Linked DNA regions of Mus musculus: regions 1, 2, 3, 4 and 6 are each linked to region 5. The links are chromatin contacts, called in public HiCAR-type and promoter capture Hi-C maps. All regions are on one chromosome and are shown on one strand. The core of a region is the stretch at or near the end of the contact, and the rest is flanking DNA. Distances in the headings are between cores, read along the strand shown.

Region 1 (3,497 bases), core at 477-2,976, 2.6 Mb before region 5:
AATGTGTGCTCTTTATAATAAAAAGGATATACACATTAGTTCCACCACAGATCGGTTATGCCCATCCTGTTTTTACGAAAAGTTTTGATGCAAACCACTTCATATCCAATGCACACCTCAGACTTGCTCTACAAGAAGCCTGTAGAGCACAAGGCTCCTCTGTTCATTGGGAGCCAAATAAAGTCTCCCATAGGCTTTCAGAATTAATGGACCTGAAAACTTGGTAACACAGGCGAATTTGTTTTCTTGGTGATAAATGGAGAGAGCCAGTGCTATTCTCATCATAATAGAGGAGTCAAAACACATACTCAAAAGTTCATGTGAAAATAGTTATGACCACTATTCTGAATCTTGTCGATACTGTGAGCTAGCTTAAGTCTACTTGAATCTTAACTTCTTATTCAATGAGTAGATGCAAAATTACAGAAAGTTATATCTACATAGCAGGCTTGAAGTCATAGGAAAGGTGAGACATAACCTCAGCATTTTAATATTTAACTTTTACAATGATATATTAGATTTTCCGTTATAGACATTAAATAACATACAACTGAAAAATCAGACAAGTGTTTATGACTCAAAAAGATAAACCACAAGCAAGAAAACAAATTTCAGTATCAGTCTATCTCTCTGGTGTGCATGAAGCTCACGAACAAAAAATTGACACACACACACACACACAGGTGCTCACACTTGGTAACTAGAAGAGAGTGAAAAATGAAAACGATGAAGTCAGAGATTACAAGAGAAAGCCATGTAGGCAGGTAGTTGGCTTGGAAAATTTACTCAGGGAATACTTTGAAACTTCTACGTTAAGTCTGACGTTTCTGTAGCCAGAACACTGAAAACCACAAACATGGCCTGCACCTATAATGAACAAGACACAATGTAAACTCTTAAAGAGATTGGAGATGACTCACGTGAGTCGAAAATGTAGAAGAAGAAGAGGAGGAGGAGGAGAAAAGGGGGGAAAAAAGAGGGGTAGTGGGGAGACGTGGATTTTATCCAGAGTAAAATCGTATTTGCATTTCTAAGACTCGGTGAACTTGGGCTTCAGGGAGAAGGAAGTTTGGAGACAAACACAACAGCAAGCAGCTCCACAGATTGGTTCTATGGGTTCCTGCAGAATGGCCGGGTCACTCACAGTACCTGATTGTCCCACAAGTCCCACCCACTAACGCCAGGCAAGCGGCGACACCAGAATACCTGCCTGAATCTGGGGACGCAGAGATTGGGGGGTTGAGCTCCTAAGCGCGGAAGCTATGCCTGGCAGTGCTTAGTGGGCCGTGTCCTGCATTTCAGGCGCGTCTACAAGAGGCCGCCTAGGGAAGGTGACAGCCGGAGCGACACGCCTCCGTCCGCGCGGGCCTCCCGGGTCCCCGGCTCAGAACCCGAGGGTGAGCGCGCACCTCGCTCCACTGACAGCGCCCAGCACCCCCTCCCCCGCCGCCGCCTCGGGTCGGCCACTGCTCATGACGTCACATCGCCGAGACGCAACCCCGGGGGAAGACCCCAAAACTTCCGGCCGCCTGTCCCTTGCCCAGACAGACAGCCAAATGTAGCGAGTGAGAAAGAAGTGAGGGAAGATCGGAGGGAGGGAGGAAGGAAATGGGAGATGGGAGCTCAGTGTGGTACAGGGAGAGAGCTGGCGCAGGCAGCGGACGGCCGATGAGCGGTGAAACTGTGAAACGCTCAGGCATTTATCAGGGACAGCCTCCTGGGTCCTTTCTCGCTGCCGGGGACTGCGGGAGGCTGGCCCTTCCTTCTCCCGGCTGAGGCTGCTCAAGAGCTGCGGTTGGGTCACCGCTTCATGTGAGTGTCCCGATCCAGAGTTCTTCCCTTTCTCACCCGGGAAAAAGAACCTGACCTTCTGTGTAGTAGTGGGAAGCGCGGTCAAAACCTCCACCCACGTGCCCCCTTTTGATTCAACTTAGTTTGGGCAATGAATACGTGGCCGAGGGAGAGCATGCTACTGGAGGCAGGGGGTGAATGCATTACCTTGTTTCCTTTTAAGTGAGAGTGCAAAGGATTTCCAGTGTTTGTACGTGAGGACGGGTTGAAGAAGGAGATTCCTTGATTTCAACAGATATTAGAAACACCAGCTACCACTATACTCCCGGCAACAGTTTAGTTATTGGGTAAAGATCCATAAACTAAGTAGAAATGACTGTCAACGAAACGGACAAAAATCCCAGTCGTTGCCTCTCGGCTAGGGCTTATTGTTGAAGTACAGCATTAAAAGTAAGGTGAACACTCTGTATTTTAATATTGATATGTTTTACTTATGGGTATGTGTTCATGCCCGAGTGAGTTTTTGTGCAAAACTTGTGTGGAGGTAAACGCGGAGGCTAGAAAGCATCAGACCCCTGGGACCTGGAGTTACCTGTGATTGTGTGCTCCTGTGTAAGTGCTGGGCCCTGAGCTTGGGTTCCCTGCAACAAGCACTAAACGCTTTTTAGTGTTGGCATTTTATACTTAAATATTTTAGATTATAAGTACTGCACAGAAAAGGTATTAAGCCATAAAAAAAAAAAGGTAGATTATTTGACATGGTTGCCAGAGAAGGTTCTCAAGGAAAAGATGGCTTTCTAGGAAGGAGGTGACACAAATAGAATTAACAATAGAGAAAACCTTCAAGAAGTACAGTCAGTCATAAGGCCAAGCCATTGCGAAGGCCATGCAACAGAAACTTACCAAAGTATGAAGGGGTCTGACCAATGCCTGTGGGCTCAGAACTGAGAGAGGGGATTCATGATGCAGACAGAGAGTGTGGGCTAATCAGGGGGAGTGAAAGCCATAGAAGGTTTTCCAAGGCCAAGTAATGTTACCCAGCTTCGTTTTAAGAGGGTTACTCCATAGCCCTCTTAGACTGGGGGCAGAAGTGAGAAAGGAGATCAGTTAGGAGGCTTTTGTTTTACCTCAAAGGGAACATAACAGTGTCTTCAATAAAGGTCCTAAGTGTCCAGTCAGGTCTTGAGTGTGTTTCCCAAATAATGAAAGCATTTAGGCTTTGGGAAACATTTTGAGTGAATTGTGTGAATTTCAGAATGACAAACATAAGTTAAAATCATGGTTTTGCCGTATAATAATTGGATGAATCCAGACAATACATATACTTTCTCCTGGTGTATAAAATGATATCTTACATGGTGGAGAGTAAATGTCAATGTCAAATGTCCATTAGTTATTGTTCTTATTTGCATTCTTGAATTGGAAGTAGGCGTGATGGTGTGGTTGAAGTGATTGGTTAACTTATTTTAAAAATGAAATGATAAAAGATTGTTCACTGTGATAACAGGAGGCCTAGCCAAGCCTTTTGCATTTTATGTATGTCTTCTACTGGGAGAAAAGGTTTTGAATTAAGTCATAATATTAGAAAAGCATGGATTATCCCTTCATAGTAATCAATTTTACTTTCTCCCCCCATTGTCATCATTTAATATGGCTAGAACTTCCTGTGTCTTCATCAGTAAAGAGAAAAAAGGGCTCTCCAGTAA
Region 2 (3,656 bases), core at 404-2,903, 2.2 Mb after region 5:
TTTAAGGTTTATTTATTTTATGTATCTGAGTGCTCTATTGCATGTATACCTGCATACCAGGACAGGGCATTGGATTCCATTGCACATGGTGGTGAGCCACCATCTGATTGCTGGGGATAGGACTCAGGATCTCTGAAAGAACAGTCAGTACTGTTAACCGCTGAGCCATCTCTCCAGCCCCTGAAGGCATTTTAAAAGAGGCTTTCCCAAACGAGTTACTCGTCTCTGGGCCTATTTGTTAAATAGGAAATAATTTCCATCGACAGTCTGATATACCAGCTACACCATAACCTTTTCCTCAATGCACGGATTAAAGGAAAGCAAAACCATTCGTTGTTTTACTTTCATGCCCCCCAGTTTACCCTTATATGATGGGCTAGCAAGAAAAAAGAAAAAGAAACTCGATTTCTCTCTCTTACCAGTCGCTGAGAATTTTTAAACCATTTCTAGAAATGCACACTACGGCAGAGAGACCAGGAAATGAGCCCAGGGCTCCCACAAGCCACACACACTAGGAAGCAGAGAGAAATAGGCATGGTCACTCAGAGATGCTTAGGGAGAGGAGGCAAAAGGGGAGGAACAAGCGACAGAGAGCCTGCATTCCTTCCTAGGCACAAGCAGCCAACAGCACACCCAGGCACAGCTGAGCGCCCGCTGCAGCTGGTATGGAGGGATACTGTGTGTTTGGGTGGTCTTTCACACTCCCAGAACCTCTTACATGTGCCCACACCTTCATGCACACAGCTCCCTCTCATATGAGCTTCTTATTCTCAGTTGCCCTCTTCTGTATACCTACATCCTCACACAAACTTTCAACACCTATGATCTCCCACACTGTCCTGTCACAAAAGACTCTGGTATACAGTCTTCCACAATCTGTTGTGTACAGGCACACAATTAGACACAGGCTTTTATAATACTCTATCAGACAGGGTCTCATGCATCTAATGGTCTTTTTCATATAATCTCCTGTAAGCACTTGGTTACAGTCTGTTACAATGTTTCTTACACACACTTTCTCACAACACATAACTTCCTCCTCCTCCTCCTCCTTCTCTCTCTCTCTCTCTCTCTCTCTCACACACACACACACACACACACACTAAACACAACATCTAAGTGTGTGTATGTGTGTGTGTGTATAGTTACTCACACACAATCACACATGGGCTCTCACATGCATTAAAAACCTGTCAGATACAATCTCCCTCATGCACCTATGGCCGATTTCATACATAATCTCCCTCATGTAGTCTGTTACAGTGTTCCTCACCTCTGACACTCTCTCTCTTCCTCTCTCTCTGTCTTTTACACATACACACACACACACACACACACACACACACACACCACAGGATATCTGTCTGTTGTGTACAGATAGTTACAGATACACAATTTCACAGATGTCATATACTTTAATAGGTGTCAGACACATACAACCTCCCTCAGGAGCCTATGGCCTCATTCATAGTTTCATGCACTAACTGGAATAATGCTACACCTCCCTTGGTTCCGCCCCTCCCTGGCCCCGCCCCTCCCAGTACCCTGCCCAACCCACCAGGTCCCGCCTTCATTGGGCCGCGGTCCGCTATGGCCCCGCCCCTCCTCCCGCCCCCGCCCCCGGGGTTCCGCCCCCGAGCTGGGGGTGGGGCGAGCGGCTGACAGGAGGGGCGGGCGGCTCCTGCACTTCTGGCCCCCAGGCCGGCGGGCGCGCTTCTAAGGATTCCCGTGTGCGTCGGGAGTCCCGGTGTGGCCAGCGGCAGCCGTGCGGGCGGCCGGAGTCGGCGGTGGGATGTGCTCGGCCAGGAAGCTGCTGCGGGGCGGCGCCGGCAGCGCCGGCGGGGAGTGCGACGAGGACGGGGCGGCGCCGGCCGGGCGGGTTGAGGAGCCGGAGCACGGGGCGAGCCCGCGGCGCCGGCGGCCGCAGGACGAGGGCGAGCAGGTGAGCGCGGGCGCGCGGGCCGCGGGGTGGCGGCTGGGCACGCGGCGAGCGGTTGACGGGCGGGGCCGGGCTCGGTGGAAATGCCCTCCGGAGCCTCACCTCAAAACCACCCGGCAACTTGCGCTACGTGGGCGCGCCGTGCGCTCGAATTCCGAGCACTGCACGCGCCCTGGACGGGGTGGGCGGACGGCCCGCACAGAGGATCGGGAAGCACGGGTCGGTGCCTAGGTGACACCGGGACTCTCCCAGAGCAAGTTTCACAGCACCACCGAGCAGAGCTGAACTTCATTTTAGAAGTGGAAAGGAAAAAAAAAAAAAGAAAATTGCCTGCTGTGAGCACCAAAGGGAAGGAAGCTTTAGTAACAGACATAATAAGGAAACTGGGTACTTTTAAAGTTCTCAGAATTGGATATCATTGAGAAGACTAAGGGAAATTATAACATCAGATATCTGTAAGACTAGACTAGCAGTTGAATGTAAAGATGGAGTTCTACGTGGGACGATTTTTTTTTTTTTTTTTTTACAGGCAGTACAGTAATTAGCTACTCAAAAATCCCCCAGATACAAAGACCTTTAGAAATCACATAAGTAAGCCTAGACTTCTGGAATCATCAGTTAATAATACCTGTAACTTGTCCTCTAATATCACTAAGTACATTAATAACTAAATACATTAATAAAACCCATTACTTAAGAAACAAAAATAATGCTAATGTGGGCTTGATCACCGTGTAGACAGTAATTATTCATCTATGTGACAATATAGGAGCCAGTGACTGAAGCAAATAAATTGGTAGCTAGGAGATCTTGCTGGTGCCCTTGCGGGCGGTGTTCTTACCAAACTGTACCATGCATGTCTCAATAGAGAAGGTCTTGATTTCCTCTTACTCTTGCTCAACTGGAAAACACAGCCAGCAACTAAAACTCCCTTTCCAAAAGTAAATGTGCAAATGGTTGTAATGGCATATGTGAAATCCTTCCCTTAACCATCTCTGGACCTTAGCAATACAATGACATGGACAGCGCCAGGAACTCTAGTCTTACTGATATTGTTACTAGAACAAGGAAAGGGGATGAAACAAAAAATTAAATATACATTCTAGAGAATAGATACCCTATCACATGCCTGCTTCCTCTATTGTACTATGAAATTTCATTTTCCTGCCTGCTTCTGCATGTTGCTTGTGTCGTTGTAATTTTGCTACATACTTTACCTGTATACTCTTAAGTCCTCACACTCATGGAAAAAAACACACCTGAGATCCTACTATATCAGCACCTGGGAACTTCTTATCAGGAGCTCAGAACTGGTACAGCCCAACTCGATAATGCAGAAAGCAAACTTTTGTGATCAATCGTTTGGCAACAGTATCACAAAGCCTATCATCTAGGGTTTTGTTTTGGTTTTTTTTTTTTTTTTTTTTTTTACAACCTGCAAATGAAATTTAAAAATCCATGCAATGTCACATAGATAGAGCTGTTTTTGTACACATACTATCTGAAGGAGAATTAGAGTTAACAACATAAAACATTCCAAAAAGTCATTTTAATTTTTCATCATGGAGATATTCTCCTGTTCTTCTTTTTGGATTGGTTTTAAGGATACCAGAACTCCAAATTATAAATTGAATAATTCTGGAAAATTCCTTTCTAAACTATTTAAAATTTACACAGAATTTTTCCATAGAAAATCAATGACAGAAACCAAAATGGA
Region 3 (3,549 bases), core at 752-3,251, 2.3 Mb after region 5:
GAAATCCTTCCTCCTATTCTTCCATCAGACTCAAATAATTTCTAACACTTCTTTTACTTGCCTGCTCCCAAGCAGAATTCTTAAAAAAAAAGTCACATATATTGAAGTTGATGTTTGTTTTTTATTATAATTTTAAATAATTACAAAAGATCTCTGTGTGGTTTTCCTAAACAAAACTCTACATGTTCTTTCTTCCTTCCTTCCTTCCTTCCTTCCTTCCTTCCTTTCTTTCTTTCTTTCTTTCTTTCTTTCTTTCTTTCTTTCTTTCTTTCTTTTTTCTTCCTTCCTTCCTTCCTTCCTTCCTTCCTTCCTTCCTTCCTTCCTTCCCTCCCTCCTTTCTCTCTCTCTCTTCTCTCCTTGGGACCAGATCTCACTATGTAGTCCTCTAGGACTCACTCTATATACCAGACTGGCCTTGAACTCACAGATATTCACTTGCATCTGCCCCAAGCCCAAGTGCTGAGATTAATGGTGTGTGCCATAAGGCCCATGCATATTCTTTTAAAGGCCAAGCAAAATTATATGTCAAATAATTTGGCACCCCTAACATCTCTCTATAAAGGCATGAAGATTTTTTTAACAATTGTGAAAATTTATATTATTCTATCTAAGTTTCTGTTTCTATTACGTTTCCTTCATAGACTTTTCTCATAGTACAAAACTTGCTCTTATATCTCTGTGTTTTTCTCATTTATATACAGTAATATATATATATATATTAAAATTATTTCTCTTTTTTGCTACAGACACTATTGAATAAACATTCTAAAGACAGGCCTATTCAATGCTTACAATACATGTATTTTTAATTTGTAATTTATTTAAAAGATAAATACAAAGTTACATATTTGATGAATGCCGAATAACAGAGTGCTATTTAAAAGTGCATTTCTCAATGATATTTATGGTACTTAGAAGTTAGTTAACAGATGCACATTATCTATAGCTACAATAAAGTAACATTCCAAGAAAGAACATACATTAAAAAAGGAAACTCTAGTTATGTAAATAAATGGAAAGTTTTGTTATAGTAATTCTATGTTCTTACTTGAACAACTTTTTTTTTTTTCCTGTTTGCTTTTTCTTTTCCAAGACAGGGTTTCTCTGTGTAATCCTGACTGTCCTGGAACTCATTAGTTAGACCAGGCTGGCCTTGAACTCACAGGGATCTACCTGTCTCTACCTCCTAAATACTAGGATTAAAAGAGCACACCATCACTCTGGCTGGTCGAACAACTTCTAAAGTCATGGGTGAAGAATTATTGCCGATCACAAGTCAGTGTTTAGGCAATCTAGCTTTTGACCGCTTGGATCGTTCCTTCCACTTGGTTGAGAAGCAGAGCTGGAATCCGTCCAACTGGCTAAAGCATTTGCTGCCCAGGTGCGGAGAGATTTCTGTTCTCATTTCTTGGGTCATGTACCAAAGGCTTTACCCAAATGCTTCCTGTTGGTATTACTAGATCCATTCCTGCCCTGGAGAGTTGGCTCAGCGGTTAAGAGCACTTGTTGCTGTTGCCCTTGTAAAGATGCCCAGGTTCGATTCCCAGCACCCACACGGAGGCTCACCACCTCCTCAAATATGAAGGCAAAACACTCATACACATAAGATAGTAAAAATAAACCTTAAAAAGAAAAGAAAGTCCATTCCTATTCTTTCTAAAGAAACTTCCTCAGCACAGCAGGCTCAGAAAGGCTCGAGAAAGTTAAAATATTGTTGACCTCTTAAAACTTTTCCAATAAAAAATGTCTTTTTTTTGATAAACATTTTAACATCTTTTCATGTACTTTTGACATGTTTTTTTATCAAAACTTGAGTCTCAGATTTCATTTGCTTCGACCGTTGAAAGACAAACCAGTTATCAGACAAGTTCCTTTCCTTGTGAAAGTTCAGGGAAACTCCTTATTTGGAGTAGGGCAGAGATGGAGTCATCCAAGAGTGAAGGAAGAGACTGCCAATGAGAAAGCAGGAACATAATGACACTATTTTGATGTCATCAAAAGACAAGCTCTCCTTGTCCCCTTTTGGGGGTCGATCTCGGAATTGGAGCGCAGAGGAGAAGTAGGCGTCGCAGAGGCACGTGTATCAACACGTTTATTTGCACTTGAGGCCAAGCTGGGGTTTTCCTGGTGGACGGTGCCAGAGTCAGTAACACGACTCCCAGAAGACCTTTCCCGCAACAGTCCCTAACGGGGCGTGTCTTGGCGTGGCGTTAGACAAGCACGGTCTGAGCAAGGAAGGACTTTTCTTTTCAGATTCCCGTTTCCTGAAACAGAAGCTGTTGAGGAGAAACGCTGTGTTTCCGGGAGGTTGTACCGGAATAAAGACTCTCCCGGGTCAGACTGCTGCTCTGAAGTGTTATTTTCTGAGTGAGTATCAGCTTACAAATGAAAACTTGCAGGAGGTGCGGTGCAGATGCTCGCAGGATGGGGGCGGCAGAGTGTTCTCAAAGGTGATTGCGGTAGACTTGGTGCCACCTCTGTCTCTGTTGCTTTTAAGTAACTCTTGAGCCCTTAGAAAGGTTTGCGCTTCTAGAAGCTCCTCAGAAGGGACAGGGGGGAAAAAAGAGCAGAGGAAAGGCTACCTACAGTTCAGTTGTTGTGAAGAGGAGAAAAATATGAACCCTTTAATGTATATATATATATATGGATTAATAGCAATGTACTTAGTCACAGAACTTGCCAGACCTGCTAGCCTTACTGCTCACAAAATCAGTGTCTGATGAGGGCATTAAAGGATTGTGGGGACTACTGATTTGAAACTGGGTTTGGAGCACATAGGAAGCTATCAAAGACGCTGCCGCTTGCTTGTACGATGGAGTCAGTAATTTCTTGCCAGGGCACAGTTGTGTGAATGTCACTCAGCATACTTGGGGAGTAGGGACAGAAATTCTGGGTGTGGGCAAGTCTTGGTTACAAAGAAAGCGCACATAAAAAAAATTAAATTCCTTTGGGTGTCTAGGTAAAATGGTCCTATCATTAAAAAATTGTAACATTTGAAAGTAGCACTCTAGCCTGGAAAGTCACAAATTAAAACCTCTGAAGTTGTTAGTATTTACAGCAGGTACCAGCACAAAGGCAGGAGCAGATGAGCAGATTTTATGTCACAACACAATGTCACCTCCATCCTAATACTTGCTTCTTGGCATTTGAAAAAACTGTGTGCTTCTAACACTCCTAAAAGTGACAATATTGACCTTTGCCTGATGAGACGTCACAGCTAAAAACTATTTCAGAGTTTCCTGTGTCTGTTTGTTGCTTCTGCTCAAGCCTACACAGGTCTCCATGCGCCTTACTTTGCCCTCAATGTTCTTGAACATTTGAGAGCATTCGTGACTGTAGAAGCTTCAAACCTGAGTCACACTGTCCCCAAAGTATAATACCCATGCTACCGATTTTACATGACACCTGCCAAGCCCTCTACCACTAAAGAATTAGATTACATTCTTAGTTTAACATTCATTATACATCCTATGATTAATTCTGGAGATATGGGTTGTTATCAAGCCTGATATCCTGGGTTCAGTTCCTGGTGCCTGCATGGTGGACGGA
Region 4 (3,543 bases), core at 779-3,278, 2.5 Mb after region 5:
TTGACATTCCATTGTGTCTTCTGAGATTATAAACTAGTCAGGTCCAGAAAACAATCAGTTTTTAGTCAGCATTTATATCCTCTAAAATGAAAAACAGCAAAGAATGGTCAATCGACCCTGATAAAAAGAATAAATATCAAGTACAAACTTTTTCAATAAATCCTGACTGGAGACAGAAACCAAACAATTCCAAGACTATGAAGCCACCAAGAGAAACAAAACTGTATCTGTCATGGAGGACAGAACTGCGTGACACCACACAGGAAAATAAAGGTAAAACTCATAGTTACTAGAAATCTGTAAACATCTCTCCAGTGGCTTGCTATATACCAGAAAATGGATTGTTTTCCCTTCAACATGTACTGCTCCTTAGAACCCAACTTCAATTTTATTTTTCAAAATCATTATACTTACCACAAGATGGCCCCCTTGTGTCTTAAATTTTTCCTGCTAGCGTAATCCCTAGTTATCCAAGAACTAGTTTCAGGACCACAAATATTAACATCCGGCGCCAGCCACTTGAGTTCACATATAAAACGTCATAGTTGTTTCGCATATAATAGGAGCATGCACATATTTTCTAACATAAATAAGTTATCTCTAGATTACTTGTACCTAGTAGGTTGTAAATGATATGCAAACAGTGATTAAACTGCATTGTTCAAGAAATGGTAACAAGCCTGACTTGGTGGAACACAACTTTGATTCCAGTGCACAGGATGCACAGTCAGGTGGATCTGTGACTTCAAGGCAGCCTGGTTGCCTGTCTACCTATAGGGCTCCAGGACAGTCAGGACTAACTACATAGATAGACACTGTCTAAAAGGAAGAAATAAAAATGATAATTTAAAAATCTGTATGCTCAGTACTAACAACTTTTTTCTATTTCCCATCTATAACTGGCTGAATACAGATCCAGAAATTACAGGTACAGAGGGTTGACTATATACCCTAGTCAATATAGCACAACATCCTAGAGCCAAATATACAATATATAATTCCTCTGCAAGGAAAATTTTGTTCTTTCTTTTACCCAGTGCTAGGGGCTGACAAAAGGGACTATATGTAAACTAGGTAATAGTGCTTACATGCATCCAGTCCTTTATGTTTGTTTAAAATAGGATCTGACCATATTGCACAATCCCGTCCTAGCCTCTGGAAATAGCTGGGATATTACAAGCAATATGCCACCACACCCAGGAAGAAAAATCTCTTGGACAGTGCTGCAGCAGCCACTGTAACTACCATGTTAACTATAAGGTCAAATTTTGAAATCTTGAAATCGTCGATGGTGAACTGAATACAGATGCAAAAGCAGCACACATAAGCACACATATCTTCAAGTGGTTCCAGGGACATGACCTGACAATTAGTTAGCAATGAACATTTTAGGTCCTATTCTTTTAGGTCCTATTCTTGATCTATTACGTTAGGAAGTCCAGCTCTGGAGCCCAACAACAGTTTCTATCTGGCCCTCTGCAGTGATGAAAAACTGTCACAATAGCTCAGAACAGCACCGCTCAAACCAGGAAAGTTTCCAAACCACGAACGGCCTGCTAAACCACAAGGAACAGTACAGATCCCTAAAAGAAACATAGCTTCACTTGCCAAGCCTTGACACTTCAAGGTTTTGTATCACTAAATAATAATGGCCCCCTTGGTCCTATGTCAGCCCCTAAAACACCCACAACCGGGATGGGCCGCTATGGTGACCGCCTCACCCGGCACTCTAACGGCGCCTCGTGGGTCGCTTCCGTGGAGGCGAGTCAGTGTCCAGTGCTCTCCCAACCGCGCCAAGTCGCCCGGTCTGTCCACCCTTCTTGCCTAGAACACGGGAGAGAAAAGTCTCCACTTCACCGGCTCAATGACATAAACTCCACTTTCTAATTTCTCCCGCCAACTTAAGTGACGTCATCAAGCAGGGACGGTACCGCGGAGGCCCCGCCCGCCGCCGTTCGCAAACCACCAATGGAACTCCGCGTGCCAGCGCAGTCACCGCGTGGCTCCCGCCCCCGAGATGCTCCGCCTATGACGTCAGCAACGAACCCTGGGCCTCGGACCCGTCTTTCCGTAGCGGGCTGAGAGAAGCGCGTCGCTACTCGAATGACGCAAATTTCCGCCGACCGCAGGGGTCGGGAGAAGGAAAGCGTGGGAGAACACAAGCGCTGACCGTGGATCTGGGGACGAGCACGGAGTAAGTCACTACTGGCCTGCAGAGCCTCTCAGACCCGTAGAGGTGGGAACTCCTCTCAGTCGGGTCTCCTGAGGGCCACCCTCCATCCGCGGTCCGCCTCACCCCGCCCCCGTCGCCACTGTGCCGTTGGTTTGGCGCCGTGCGTTGTGCGCACGCGCAGTTCCCTGGCGGCCCCTGCTATTCGGAGCTCAGTACAGAGGGGGCGGGCCGAGCTTGGGGTTGGGGTGTTTGGGGCACGCCCGGCTGCGGGGGGGGGGGGGGGGGGGAGTCTGTGCGGAAGTAGGGTTGCTCAGAGGAACTGTGGGTGTTAGGCAGGTTGTCTTCCCAAAGGACATCAGTTGTGAGAACTTGCATTCTAAAGTTCAGTCTTTTCTTTTTGCTAGTCCCTCTATAGAAAAAGCCGTTGTAGAAGGGGCTAACAGTAATGAATTTAAGTTCTGAGTGCGTTTATGAGAAATTAAGGAGAAATATGAGTGGAGAGTTCATTGAGAATGGAAATCCTCAAGAAGTAAGACTGCCTTTTAGTAGTCTTTCGAAGCCGGGCGGTGGTGGGAAACCGAATGACTTCATAAAACATTCACACTAAAAGATTATTTGGAGCAAAGTTCCAGACCGCTAAAGGGTTTGCCGTGACTACAACTTTGGTTCTCAATCTTTTGGGTACTCTTCTTTTTGTTTAAAGCCTGGAAAATATTATTGTCGAGTTCCTTTGAAAATTTTACATGTACCTGTGGAAACATTTTGTATGTGATTTTACAAACAAAACCTTTGATTTAAAATTTAAAAAAAAAAAAATGGTCTTTTGCTTTACATCTAGCACAGCTTACTTCCAGATTATCTGTGACATTCACTGTCTTTGGGCAGTGTTGCAACTTTGTAACTTGTTGAAAACATAAAGATGAAAACCATGTTTGCCCAATCATTGCCCCTGACCAGTATATGTTAACATTCATTTTGACTTTATGCTGCATATTGATCTGGTCTTTTCTCCTTTAAACAGACTAGTTCCACTTAAATTTACCATATTCCTTTATATTTGTATAAGCATGATTTTACCTTTTGTTTAAAAGTTTGTCTTATAACATCTCATGGATTCCTAAGATGTCTTTAAACTCCCAGAAGTGTCAGGGAGGTCAGATGAAGAATTCCTGGGACAGCCCAGGCAGTGGTGACGCACACCTTTAATCCCAGCATTTGGGAGTTGGCAAAGGCAGGTGGATTTCTGAGTTCGAGACCAGCCCGATCTACAGAGTAAATTCCAGAACAGCCAGGCTATACAGAGAAACCCTGTCTTGAAACCACCACCCACCACCCCCCAAAAAAGAAATTCCTGGGTCAGAATATAGTGT
Region 5 (3,676 bases), core at 401-2,900:
TATTTAATTTGGGGCTGGCTTCCAGTTTCTGAGGTTTAGTCCATTATCATCAGGGTGGGAAGGATAGCAGCCTGCAAGCAGATTATGGTGCTGGAGGAGCGGAGATTCTACATCTTGATCTGCAGGCAGCAGCAGGAGACTGCACCATACTTGTGTAGCTTCAGCATATGAGACCTCAAAACCTCAAAACACAGTGAGATAATTCTTCCATCAAGGCCACATCTCCTGATAGTGCCAATCTCGATGGGCTAAGCACTCAAACACTTGAGTCTTCGGGGCCATACCTACTCAAACCATCACAGTGGGGAACAGTTTCCCAGGTTTGTTAGGAAGGCTGCCTTTTATCTAACTGCCAGAAACCCTCCTATAGTCCAGGCTGATGTTTGGATTGCCATTTGGAATTTGGGGTACGGAAGTTTCCTTTAGGCCCAACACAACCGACCAACGGAAGTAAATAATTTTGGAGCCATTACATTATGGAGATCTATGGAAGTGTAATATCTCAGTCTGTGTGAGGAATCTTCCCTGAAGAAATAACATATCCATACACCTGATTGAAATCAGCTAACATCAAGAACACATTGCAGAGGCAGAAAGCCAATCGCCTATTCTTCCCTTACTCACATGGTGTCACCCTTAATTTTAGTAAATTCAAAGGACTCCTGGCAAGGGCTTGAACTGTGACCTCCTTGATGAAGTGGGGGTGTGATCTCTAGCTCAGGGAGGCTGAGCTGCTGCGAACAAAGCCACAATACACATGAATACAGAGCATAATGTGGCTGGAAATCTCAGAACTCCAAAGTTTATTTTTAGTGCGGTTCGATAGGGCATCCGTCATTAACTCACGGCAACTATTTAAGGAAGGCTTTGTGTTCTAGAACTACGAACCTTTGAGGTTGGCATAACCTTCCAGTAAATAGGATTCCAGCGCTCCGGAAATGCCATCTTACTAGATCACATTCTGAATCCGAACGTTTTTGAGCAGTTGCACACCCACCACTGTGTGACCGTGACCTAGTTGGGACCAAGATGCCCAAATGACTTGGATAAAGTAGTCTTTACTTGCCAGTCAGCATGCTGAACGGACCAGGGAGATTGCTTCTAAGACTTCACTAAGGTAGTCAAAGCAAGCTGACCTGTCTTCTGGATGCCACAGCTCTCCTAAACACCAACGGGCGGGCGGAGCCAACCCTTGGTGGGTGGGGGGAATATAAAGTTCGTCTTCAAGCTCTCCTAGTATTAGGCATTCATCTTTCTCCTAGCGTTTAAAGCCACTGGTCAAAGTTCTGGCTTTACTGCCACTGTTATGGGGAATCTGTCATAGAGAAATGTTTTCTCTCTGCTTGGGAATTACACATTTTCAATCAACATTTAGCTTGATTGCGCTGTTAATTTGGAATTAAGTTGGAGTGGGGGGGGGTGGCGTTGTACAAGAATAAATAACAAATCCAAAGCCAGGCTTCCTCTTCCGAGGATGGGTACGTGGGTGGGCTGGGACTGGCGTGACCCAGGACTCGGGACCTCAGCCCGCAGCTTTGCACCGCTCTGCAGCACTGCAGGGCGCAGGCTCCATCCGGGTAGCGGCGGCCACCGTGGCCCGCGCCTTTCCCTTCGGCGGCGGCGCCGCAGCCGCAGTCTGGCCTGTGCGGGGAGGTGGTCGCAGCTCCGGCCTGCAGGGGGCGCTGGCGCGGGAGGGCTGGGCCGGGGTCCGCACGCGTGCGGTGGTGGCGCGGCCGAGCGTGGGTGCCCGGGCCGCGGTCGTCGGTGAGAGTGACTCGGCCTGTGACGCGGGCGCGTTCCTTCCTCTTCCTCTTCCTCCGCGGCCCCGCCTTCCTTCCCTCCGCCCATCTCCCGCCGCGGAGGAGCCGCCGCCGCCAGCCGCGCCGTCATGTCGGCCCCCGCCGGGTCCCCTCACCCGGCCGCCGGCGCCCGGATGCCGCCCAAGCTCGGCGGAGCTGTCTCCGGCCTGGCACCGCCGCAGCAGAACGGTGAGGCGGGAGGCCGGGGCGCGGCGTGGGGCCTAGGCAGGCGGAAGGGAGGGAGAGCGGGCGGGCGGGCGGGCGGCCTGCGCGGTGGCTGGGGGCGGGCAGGGCAGGGCCGGACCGGGGAGGCCGCGGTGGGGCCCCGAGGCCGCGGTGGAGCCTGGAGGCCGCGATGCGGCGAGGGGAGCGACCGAAGGGCCGGCAGGGCGGGGCCGCCGGCCGCCTGCCATCCAGGCCTGCCCTCCCGCGCGGACCGAGGCCGGAGTGGAGGGGTCGGCGGCCCGCACGACCGTCTGCTCCGACCTGGGCGCCGGCCGGTTGCCCCGGGCGACCCTTTGGGCCCCGAGAGCTCACAGGACGCCGGGGCCGCAGAGTGCTTGGTCTATGGAGGGCTGGGAGCAACCTTGGTACCTGGTGGATCGCATCCTTCCGGGCCCCAGGAACGTAGCTTTGATTTTTTTTTTTTTAAGGCCCAGCGAGCACGCCGCCTGGAAGGGAACTTAGTTTGCACTCAAGTTTGTAGGCAGAAGGATGTAAATGTGCTGCAGAAGTGTAACTGTAACCCCGACCCACTTCGGCCTCGGATCTGTTGTGGTTTGCCGCTGCGGTTGCTGCTCAAGCCTTTGGAGTTCGCTTGTAGTAGTGTAGTGTTCCCGGGGTAGCAGGTGTCAACTAAGCGAACACCTTTAGAGTCCCCCATCTCCAGCTTCACTTTCAAGTCTAGGAAAACGTGCCAGAGTTGCTTGGCCCTGTTTTGATGCAAGGCCTGCGTAGGGAAACACGACTGTGGCTTTCATACAGAGGTTATAGGCTCCGAGCATGCAGGAGTTATTGCTGAGAAATGATCTTACCCTAGCGTGCCTGGCCCCTGCTCTGGATATCTGGAATGTTCCTAAGTAGGGGAGGGGCCCTCCTTAGAGAGTTGAGTGTGTCTAATGAGACCCTCCCAAAGTAAAGCGAAGAAAATCCCTCTGCCCTGTGTCAAAAAACAAAACTACTCAATACTCATCAAATCATTGGCCTAGTTTACACAGCGTGCTAATCAAATTTACAGCCAAAGTTTGGAAAATCAGTAATGCTTTTCAAACACGAAACACCCCAAGAATCAGGTGGAATTTTTTATTCACAATTAAAAAAAAATGATGGTTTAGTCTTAAGATCCCTAGGTTGGTCTTACTTATCAATATTTCATGCTTCTTATAGTTGTTGTTTAGTATCAAGAGCTTTTGAAGGTGAACGGTGTCATTTGTATCACACTTGTCCAGGTGAAAACATGGTTTGTGAGCAGCTTTGTCTATTATGTGTGCCTGGGTATAAATGACTGTGCCCCTCCTTGCACATAGAGTTCAGAGGATAACTTCTGAGAGTTGGTTCTTTCTACCTTGTAGGTTTTGGAAATCCAACTTAGGTAGGCTTCTAGGAACTGCTAACTAGGCTTTGTTTTGTTTGTTAACATTGTAAATCAATGTTTAACAGTTTCAGGGACGGTGTCCTTGATTGTCAAGTGTCATTTTTATTTTTTAGATGACACAGAGGTGCCAGGACATTTACTCAGCCACGTGGTTGTAGGAATAAATCCATGTCTTGATGCCCAGTGGGAATGATACTTGGTTTCTGTTTATTCTTACTCTTCATAACAACATCTGAATTGTCGTCTAACATCTGTTGCTTGGCTACCAGGTCGATATTCAAAG
Region 6 (3,654 bases), core at 483-2,982, 2.3 Mb after region 5:
TCCTGTTTATGTAGTCCAAGACCCCACCCCCTCCAACAGTACCATCCACTGGTAGGGTGCGGATTCCCTCCCCTATCTAGATGATCCCTTGTGGGCGTGCCCCAAGGTCTATCTCCTTGGTGGCTCTAGATCCTGTCTAATTGACATTAACCGTAACTGTGAGTGGGACGTATTTTAAGTCATAGTAGATGACTTCCCCCAGGGAAATATAAGCAGAGAAGCCAGCCCAGCCTCTCTTGGGGGCTGTGTGGGGTGGGTGGTTAAAGGGTACCTTGAAATGCAGATACAGAGTTTGAGAGTGGGGTCACTGGCATCAGGGGATGGGAGACCTTAGGGAACAGCAAGACTAATGGATGATGTGTGTTAGGCAAATGAAGGGGGCAGTGAAGAAGAAAAAAAGAGCGTAGATATTTATTTACAAAGTTTTCCTCTCAGAGAAGTGGGGTAGCTGGAGGGGGCTGAGGGGTGATGTGAGGGAACTTACAGAAGATTCTCCTGTTTACCTCTAAAATGACGTAAATTGAAATTGTACTTTTGTATTCCAGCCGAGGACAGACTTCGAGTTTTCCTTTAGATGCAGGTACACCACTCATTGTTTATTAACAAACGTCTAACAAGCTGGTCTAGTGAGGACTGGAGAGATGATGGCTCAATGGTTAAGACACTGGCTGCTTTTCCTGAGAACCCAGATTCAATTCCCAGCACCCAGGTGGCAGCTCACAACTGTCTGATACCCCAGTCCTAAGGAATCCCACACTCTCACATAGACAAACAAGCAGGCAAAACCCATCAATGCACATAAAAAAATAAATTGTTTAAAAAAGAAGCCTGTTTTCTTTTAGAAGATACATTGAATACAATATTTTGCTATCTTTGTTTACTTAGTATCTCCTATTAGTAATTTGATTGCAGAGAGAAAAAAAATGGAGTTCTGTGAAAGAACCAACTTCAGCAAAATGATACTTAACGTCCTTAAAAAAAAACTTTAAAGGAGAAATGAGATGCAATTTGAAAATTATTGTTATGAGCTCTTTGTTAAAAATGATACGTTTATTTGAAGACCCTTTCCCTGGCTCCTAGACATAGTAACATCTAAGCCACCCAGTTCTGAGGATTCTACCAGCCTGCCTGGCTGATTAGAACTTAATGATGGAGGAAGTTAGAATGTTGCAGAGCTAAATTCTCTTGTGTTCTTTGTAGTCCCTTTGAAAACCTCCGTTACCCACAGTTCTGCCTCACCTACCATTCTTAGGGCCATCAGAACCTTAGCAGATTAGTTTTACCAATCCAGAAGATAAGACTATAACCCCACTACCTACTAGCCCCACCAATTTTTTTGTTCTTTGACTGATTAAAAAAAAAAAAAAACTCATGTACCCACATCTATGAAACATCTTTTTGGGCAATCCTGGGATATGGTTACTCAAATTTGGCTCAGAAGTAAACTTCTCTCTTCTTCCCTTTTAGTTCCATGGGAGAGAGAACTGTTTTAACACAGAGAGCGTTAAATAGGAGGCCCAGTTGCTCGGTGCTACTCCTTACATAATGGAGCACGTGAAGAGGGGCTGCACGCCACACCTCAGGCTGAGCTTCATTCACAGAGGTCCCCCTCAGGCTGAGCTTCATTTACAGAGGTCCCGTGTAGGAGGCACTGCCTTAATCCTTAGTTTCAAAACAAAGAAAAATGAAACTAAAGTGTCAGGATCCATGGGAAATGAAGATAAACCCTGGCAGCATGATTCACAGCCCACACTGAACATCATGTTTCCTCTAGGAACTGGGTCAGCCTTGTTTGTGAGGGTTTAGGAAGCCTGGGCTTTGTTTTGTTTCATTTACTTAGCGGGGATTTAAAACTAGTTTTAAAATAGCCCGGTGATGTTTTTGAACACGGCTACCTTCTGTGGATAATTCCTGGGTAGAAACTGCCTGTAGAAACTTCAATGCCTTTAGAATTGACAATGTCCAGAAACTAATTGCAATTTATCTTAGGCTATTTTTTTAAGCTCATTACATAGTGATTCTTTGCTCCCCTCTATGTTAGAACCTAACACCCTGACTACAGGTAACACCTTTTGGAGTCTGTTAACAGCGCCCTAATTCCCCACTAACCAAAAGTCATCGAACCACAACAGAGGGTTACAGCCGAGGTTTTCCACAGTGCTGCAGTGACCCAGTTAATGTCCACACCAGTGCGTTTGAAAAGCATCTTGATTTATGACTTTTCTTGTTCTGTTTCTATAAAAACTTCATGAAACTGCTTCCAGGTCGATGCATGGAATTTAGGATAACCTAAATCCATGTTTCTAGGCTATGGTCACTCATACTTGGCTCCAGAATAAAACTGTTTTCCATCCCGTTTGAATTACGATTTCTGTGTGTGTGTGTGTGTGTGTGTGTGTGTGTGTGTGTGTGTGTGTGTGTGTGTGTGTGTGTGAGAGAGAGAGAGAGAGAGAGAGAGAGAGAGAGAGAGAGAGAGAGAGCACACTTCTGAGCCAAACTCATCATCAGATCATCTGTGCCCTCCTACAAAAGATCATCCCAGCTAGACTTGTTGACTGAGGACTTCCTTCAGTGGAGGAAGGGCTGAGGAGGGTCTTGGGACCCTCAACCCAAATGTCTATCCCTTCCTCCTAACCAGTTGTATGCAATGCCCTTAAGTGCCTTTGGCTTCAGGGAGAGTTAGACTACATAAGTGGAGAAGGACAGGGGACAAGGGGACCATCTACATGGTCATAGGGGAGTCTATAGAGGAGTCCATGGAAATAAAATCCATGCTAGGCTGAGCAGACCTTCCTCTTAGTGTGGCTCCTTCAGGGCTACCCATGCTCCTGCCTGTAACTTCTCACCCACTCTGTCCTATCTGGAAGCACAACAAACTCAGGGCCTCCCAGAATGAACTCCAATGGAATGACACCTTGCTTTATGGTTGGACTTCAGGAGGAGGGGTAAATGTCTTCCTCAGGGAAGGAATTTGAGAGGCAGGCATCATAAAAAGACATAAAGATGGGTTCTGTTGTCAAAGCTTACAACCATCTAACCTCAGAGGTTTTCTGTGTTACTATGACTTCGTCTTTGGAGCAGTGACATTGCTGATTCTGGCCTCGAGGCCAGAATACTCACCTCCAGTTCCTTGGTGGCTTTGCATCAAGAAGAAAATGAGACCAGCAACAGAGCTGACCCAGTTTTGCCATTTGCTTCCTCAAAGCCCCTGATCTTAAACCCAGTACTTGACAGGTGAGTTGCAGGCAGAGAAATAGTTTCCTATCGACAGAATAGCAGAGCGATGAGTAACTGGATTCTGGAACAACTCAGACCAGTTCGAAGCTCGCTGAATGCCAACCACGCTTTCCACAGCTGTCTCCTTAGTCACCACTTGCAATGGTCGGTCCCAATCACAGTCCACCACCTATTACATTCCCAAGTAACAATCATAGAAGTAGACGAATACTAAGTAGGAGAACAATGGAACCATTAGATAACGTAGAGTTAGCTGCTACTCAAACTCTCAACAGCACCTCCTCACAGTATGGTTATGGCTAGTATGGTTAACAGGTAGATATTATCTACACATGTAAATTACATGTTTAAAGTACAGCTTGTGGGGAACACACTGCCTCCTACACCTACTGAAACAAATACTCATGTTAGAGCCTC

The links. Promoter capture Hi-C pulls out the DNA fragments that hold promoters and counts their contacts. HiCAR-type assays count read pairs that join an accessible place to other places. Capture Hi-C pulls out chosen DNA fragments and counts their contacts.
Region 1: a promoter capture Hi-C map of adipose tissue shows a contact between it and region 5, with 3 times the contacts expected there. The contact joins the promoter of Aimp1 here to the promoter of Sec24b in region 5. A contact is called at or near these places in 2 of 39 promoter capture datasets (liver and pre-B cells), 1 of 484 Hi-C or Micro-C datasets (CD4 T cells), 2 of 115 datasets of contacts at active chromatin or transcription factors (astrocytes and thymic regulatory T cells) and 2 of 9 other capture datasets (adipose tissue and liver).
Region 2: a HiCAR-type map of astrocytes shows a contact between it and region 5, with 6 times the contacts expected there. The contact joins the promoter of Fam241a here to the promoter of Sec24b in region 5. A contact is called at or near these places in 4 of 39 promoter capture datasets (hippocampal neurons, liver and pre-B cells) and 1 of 115 datasets of contacts at active chromatin or transcription factors (astrocytes).
Region 3: a HiCAR-type map of astrocytes shows a contact between it and region 5, with 5 times the contacts expected there. The contact joins the promoter of Alpk1 here to the promoter of Sec24b in region 5. A contact is called at or near these places in 5 of 39 promoter capture datasets (the 3T3-L1 cell line, liver, pre-B cells and 1 more) and 2 of 115 datasets of contacts at active chromatin or transcription factors (astrocytes and large pre-B cells).
Region 4: a promoter capture Hi-C map of liver shows a contact between it and region 5, with 5 times the contacts expected there. The contact joins the promoter of Larp7 here to the promoter of Sec24b in region 5. A contact is called at or near these places in 2 of 39 promoter capture datasets (neutrophils and pre-B cells), 2 of 484 Hi-C or Micro-C datasets (both in CD4 T cells) and 2 of 9 other capture datasets (adipose tissue and liver).
Region 6: a promoter capture Hi-C map of the 3T3-L1 cell line shows a contact between it and region 5, with 5 times the contacts expected there. The contact joins the enhancer-like site here to the promoter of Sec24b in region 5. A contact is called at or near these places in 5 of 39 promoter capture datasets (the 3T3-L1 cell line, the C10 cell line, liver and 2 more) and 2 of 115 datasets of contacts at active chromatin or transcription factors (astrocytes and large pre-B cells).

Annotation. Positions count from the first base shown.
Region 1 is chr3:132,682,108-132,685,604 of GRCm38.p6, reverse strand. It overlaps Aimp1 (aminoacyl tRNA synthetase complex-interacting multifunctional protein 1), which reads left to right and starts at 1,726. Exons shown (of 7, transcript NM_007926.2): 1 at 1,726-1,812. The coding sequence starts at 1,811. It overlaps Tbck (TBC1 domain containing kinase), which reads right to left and starts at 1,461. Exons shown (of 26, transcript NM_001163455.2): 1 at 1,211-1,461.
Region 2 is chr3:127,894,320-127,897,975 of GRCm38.p6, reverse strand. It overlaps Fam241a (family with sequence similarity 241, member A), which reads left to right and starts at 1,653. Exons shown (of 2, transcript NM_027482.3): 1 at 1,653-1,942. The coding sequence starts at 1,793.
Region 3 is chr3:127,778,979-127,782,527 of GRCm38.p6, reverse strand. Alpk1 (alpha-kinase 1) reads left to right here and starts at 2,001. Exons shown (of 14, transcript NM_027808.1): 1 at 2,001-2,367.
Region 4 is chr3:127,551,834-127,555,376 of GRCm38.p6, reverse strand. Larp7 (La ribonucleoprotein domain family, member 7) reads left to right here and starts at 2,028. Exons shown (of 13, transcript NM_138593.2): 1 at 2,028-2,194. Zgrf1 (zinc finger, GRF-type containing 1) reads right to left here and starts at 1,888. Exons shown (of 26, transcript NM_197997.2): 1 at 1,722-1,888; 2 at 1-81. The coding sequence starts at 12.
Region 5 is chr3:130,058,881-130,062,556 of GRCm38.p6, reverse strand. It overlaps Sec24b (Sec24 related gene family, member B (S. cerevisiae)), which reads left to right and starts at 1,650. Exons shown (of 24, transcript NM_207209.3): 1 at 1,650-1,988. The coding sequence starts at 1,889.
Region 6 is chr3:127,801,054-127,804,707 of GRCm38.p6, reverse strand. No RefSeq gene overlaps it. Among named protein-coding and RNA genes, the nearest start is that of Tifa, 13 kb to the right of the region's middle. Within about 2 kb of position 1,732, at least 34 of the 459 cell types and tissues checked have an H3K27ac peak or open chromatin away from gene starts, as enhancers often do. A contact at or near this core is called in liver, where this site is marked.